Linked DNA regions of Zea mays: region 2 is linked to region 1. A link is a contact called in public Hi-C data. All regions are on one chromosome and are shown on one strand. Each heading gives the region's core, a stretch centred on a gene start, on an enhancer-like site or on the middle of the called end of the contact. The rest is flanking DNA. Distances are from core to core; before and after follow the strand shown. Region 1 holds the start of LOC103634794 (DUF1639 family protein). Region 2 holds the start of LOC100277355.

Region 1 (2,540 bases), core at 11-2,510:
TGCCCAATTCGCCTTTCGGGTTCCTGCGCCCTCGTCCATGGGCGGGACGACGACGGCTCCACGGTGCTCCTTGATGGGCCGGCGACGCGGTCTCTCACCGGCCGTCCGGCACGCGGTAGGTCTCGGCGGTGATCTCCGACAGCCACGAGCCGGGGAATAGGATCTGGGGACGCAATGTTTTACGAAATCACATACGGGTCCCTGGAACAGGGCAAAGGGACGGAGGAGGTCGTCGGGCTTCGGAGGGAGAGCGGGGGGACTCACATCGAGCTGCTTCTGCACGGGGCGAGGCCGCCGCCTAGGGCGACGGCGCGGCCGCGCGCCGGTCACGGCGAAGACGTCCTCCTCGATCTCCTCTCGCGTGAGCGCCACGGAGAAGCGCGCCCGGCCCAGGGCCTCCGCGCAGGCCCGCGACGGCCTCCGCTCGGGCGTTCGCGACGTGCTCGCGGACGGCGCCGCCACCGTGGGCGTGGGGCGCCGTCGTCGGGTGCGCAGCTTCCACGGTGGCAAGGCGGGGGCGGCCGCCACGTGGTCCGCGTCGCTGCTCCCTGCTTCCACCTCGTGGAGGTTCCCCAGCGCCTTCTCTCCGGCAACGGCGGCGAGCTTCCCGGGGGAGCGCCTGGCGGTGGCGGTGGCGGTGGCGTCGCCGGCGCGGTTGACGTGGGCGCAGCGCAGGGCCCGGTGGCTCCCCCACGTCTTGAGCGACGGGAACGAGGAGAACGCGGCCGCCGCCTGGCGGGCGTTCGACGTGGCCGCCGCCGCCGCGGCGTCGGCGACGGGATCTGGGGGAGGCGGCGGGGGCGGCTCGGCCGAGATCACCATGGCCGTGGGCGACGTGGCTGCGACGCGCTCGGATGTGGTGCGGGAGCAACCCTTGGCGGCGGCGTAGGGAGGAGCGCGTGGGACGTGCTGAAGGGAAGGGAGGAGGCGAGGCGACGAGACGAGAGGGAGGTGCGTCCTCGGCTCTCGGCGATGCAAGTGTGGGCCGTGGGGGGAAAGGAAAAATAGATGGAATAGTGGGCGTTGCTGATGAATAAATATTGAGAGGGCTTGTGCGTTGAGGGCTTGACGGGTATTTCAGTGTTGTCGTTTTTTTCTCCCCATCTGCGATGGACCATGCGTGCAGCGTGCTACGGTGACTCACTGAGACTCGGTGAGTTCCATTCAGCAAGGGATACTGGGTTCTGGTGGCATGCATTAAGTTGTCATTAGATACAAGACAAGATGGTGAGCAAGTTGGATTATATACATTATACATGTTGAATATGACAAGCAGAATTCGAATAGCACTATGATGCTCTGGCTTTCTTACATGTGAGTATGTGACGATTATTCTTTTTCGAAGTCTATGTTTATCAAACGCATAAATATATGCTAATTACTACTAATAATAAAGTAGTTAAGGAGCTGTTTGTTTCAGTTTATAGATTATATAATCTGGATTATAATCTAAATTATATAATCTAGATTATAATCTAGACATATTATAATCTACATATAGTTGTTTGGTAGTCTAGATTATACAAATGTAGATTATTCATAAAGACAGCAATACCCTTGTTTGTTTATTTGATGTGAGGAAAGAAGAATGACATATATTGTAATTTCTATTTACATAACCATGGGTAGTGGGTCTTTTGCCAAAATAATCTCAAATAAGCTACTCTTGAGGAGATTATAAGATTATCATAATCTAGGCTTTAGATTATATAATCTGAACTTATAATCTATGTGTTTGTTTACCTATTAGATTATTTGCGCTGGATTATATAATCTAGAGAGATTATAATCCGAAACAAACAGAGACTAAGTATATAAATATTCAATAAATATTGGTTATTTCTTTGTTTGTTCGTTTGATAAAAAAAATGCATGTAGTCTATTAAGTTAAATCGAAACTGAAATCAAACACTCATATGCTACATATAATCTTTTATAAGTACTGTTTATGACCCTCTCCGTACAAAAATCCTAGCTACGCCCTAGGTACATGACTTTGTTACTCTTTACCTTGGTCACAACTCACAAACACGAAGTTATTATTATTATTATTATTTTGCACCATCACGAGACGCGTCAAGTTTAGCAGAGCATGAACTCATATCATCCACTTACCGTGCACAAAGCCTAGCATAGCGCATCCCAATCGTAAAAACAAAAAAAAAAGATAGATGACACGGACAAAGTGCTGATAACGTATACTCTCTCTCCGTTTCATTTTAGTTGTCACTGGATAGTGCAAAATTGAACTATCCAGCGACAACTAAAAAAACGGAGAGAGTATGTACTAGTCATAGTAGTATTAGAGCATCTCCAACAATACCTTAAACTAGTGCCTCAAATTGAAATATAGGGCTCTACACAGGAAAAACCATTCCAACAGTGCCTCAATTCAATAAATTTTGTCAAAAAACTATAGGGCACCCTCTCAAGTGCCTCAAATATACTACACCGTAGTGGGCTGCCCTATAATCTAGATTTGGGGCTTTACTGTTGGAGCAGAGTGTTTTGTTAGTGCCCTAAATTCTATAAAATTTACT
Region 2 (2,540 bases), core at 30-2,529, 390 kb before region 1:
GTCTCCAGTTTGAACGGCAGCACCGCTCGATCTAACCCTGGCACAAGTGCGCACTACCTCATCTCTTACTCCACTCTCATTGTGCTTGGCATCCATATCAGAGCCCCGTTTGCTCCTGTTCCCATCCCCAAAATCCATTCTTGGCAACACTATCGTACTGGTACTGGTCGCTGCATCGGCGTTGCTGTTACCGGAAAAATGGCCGTGCCTACGCGGGACAGCAGCGGTGTCTGTCTCCGCAGGAAGACCAGGAGGCTGTACCTGTACATGTACCCGTGCGGAACGCTCCTCCAAGAGCAAGCTGTCGGAGCGAGATAGGAAGTCGTCGGCCATTCTCGAGCCTTGAAGCAAGGCGCTGGCGTGGCCATCCCTGCGGTGCTGCGGGGAAGAGCAAGCGTAGGCGAGGGCCAGCCTGGCGCTTGCCCGTGAGCCGGCGCGCGCGCCCGGGTCCAGCAGCTTCGCCGCGGCCGCGTGCACGAGCCGGGTCCGCCTCGGGCTCCGCGCCGGCAGGTCGGCCCCGTGGTGGCTCCTCGCCGCCGGCGCGGGCGCGGGCGCGGGAGGGCGACGGCTGCGGGTCTTAGGCAGCACCAGCACGACCGCCGAGTCGGCGCCGTCCGCGCGCGACGCCTCCACCTTCCTCTGCTTCTGCGGCCTCGGCGGCGCGGGCCAGGACTCCAGGCCCATGAGGCGCGCGACGAGGCCCGGGGCGGCGGCATCGGACGGGCGCGGCGGTGGCGGCGGCGGCGGCGGGGAAGCGGGAGGTGGCGGGCACGGGGGCCTGCGTGGGGAGGAGGAGGAGCGGAGGGACGAGGGGAGCAGGCGGCGCGGGGAGAAGAGCCTGCGCTTGCGGGCGAGGCGGCGGTGCCAGTCGAGGAGGTGGAAGAGCACGCCGCCGCCGCCGCCGCCGGGGAACGGCGGCGGCTTCTTCTCCACTATGGCGAGGCTGCTGCTGCTGCTCATACCGTCTCCGTCTCCGTGCCAAGTCGGCCTCCCGTCTCCGTGCCAGGCCCAGGCCGCGCAAGCTCGCTCGGGGCTCCGTCCTTTAACCGACCCGTGCTTCGATCCGGGAGCTGAAAAGTGGTGGTGTAGATGGCACGCGACGGCGGCTGGCTCCTCCTCCACCTCGGCACGCGCCGCGAGGACGAAGGTCCAGGGCAGGGAAGCAAAGCAACAGAGTCGAGCGTGGGCGTGTCGGTGGCGACCCGGTCTGTTCGCGGAGGGGTAGCAGATGACAGGTGGGGCTCTGTCGGACTTCGACTTAAGTGTGAGTGTAGCGCGGAGGAGAAGTGGAGAACGCGTCGCGAGGAAGCCCAATGTGCACGGGACGCGAAGTGGAGGACGGGGGACGGCACGGCAGCGGGCTTCACCGACGAGGTGTAGGAGTAGGAGGGACGTTGTAGACGGATGTCAGCCTTCTCCGCTGGACCGCTGCCGCTTGCTTGGCCTCCTCTGCACCGCCGGCAGTGGATGGTCAAAGCTGGCGGAGAATTTTGTGGCTTTTCAGTTTCAAAAAAATCCGGAATGGGCACAAAAGCTTCAAAAAAAAACATATAGTCCCGAAAAGCAACAAAAGTCGAAATAAAAAATTTTAAAAATCTGTGAATGACTGAATGGGCAGAAAAAGGTCAATGTCGGACCACCGACAGGGGCAGCAGACACTCGTCGGCGTCTCCGAGACTATCGCAACGTTGTAGTCATGCTAATCATGGCGGATGGGCGGATGGCGCTGTGTTTTTCATGCGTACTAGCAAAGACAGAGACAGGGACGCACATGCATACTGTAGTATCGACGACGATGCTACGGACAAGACAAGGGGAAGGGCAGGAGACTGTAGTTGTAGTCGCGTCGAGCTGAGAAGAGGTCCGCGTGCGTCTAGCCGACGGATCCCAAAGAAGGCGATGCGAAGAAAAGGAAAAAATGGAGAAGACAAGTCGGGCAGGTGACATCACACGCTAGCGCGTCGTTTTCCTCGCTCTGGCTCTGACACTCGTGTCCGCGCCTGCGCCGCTGGCAGGCCCGTGACCGTGAGGCGGACGCCGGCTGCGGCCACGGGCCAACAGTACCGGCGGTCTGTATGGCAGGAGCAGGATCCACGCTAGTTAAGCTCCTGTAGTTAACGCTTGATTAAGCTCCTGTACTTGACGCTGAGCATAATAAACTAAAACTATGGACTATAAATTTATGTTAGTTTTACATTACATAGTATCTTATATTTTATTGTAGACACTTTATGTTTATTTGATAAATCACTCCATCTAAAATAAAATGATACATAACAACAAGGTGGTGATGGATCAACTTATTTCAATCCACAAACAAAAAAAGTGAGAAGCAAAAAGATAATGGACCACCTCATTTCTCATACCAAACACCATATTAATTTCTAACTGGTATACCATCGACTGATGTCAAATAGACAACAAAAAATCATACACCGTGACCAATAAACAATATTTAATTTATATAGGCTAAACTAAAAACTTGTTTGATTTATGGCTAAATGTGTCACACTTTACCTAAGGTTAGACATCTAAATTGA

What was found. A called contact is a pair of places that touch in the nucleus more often than the background predicts.
Region 2: a Hi-C map of tassel shows a contact between it and region 1, with 4 times the contacts expected there. The contact joins the promoter of LOC100277355 here to the promoter of LOC103634794 in region 1. A contact is called at or near these places in 2 of 25 Hi-C or Micro-C datasets (root tip and tassel).

The regions. Positions count from the first base shown.
Region 1 is chr8:12,795,343-12,797,882 of Zm-B73-REFERENCE-NAM-5.0, reverse strand. LOC103634794 (DUF1639 family protein) reads right to left here and starts at 1,260. Exons shown (of 2, transcript XM_008657385.4): 1 at 265-1,260; 2 at 1-163. The coding sequence starts at 822. The coding sequence ends at 95.
Region 2 is chr8:13,186,568-13,189,107 of Zm-B73-REFERENCE-NAM-5.0, reverse strand. It overlaps LOC100277355, which reads right to left and starts at 1,279. Exons shown (of 3, transcript NM_001361288.1): 1 at 1-1,279. The coding sequence starts at 960.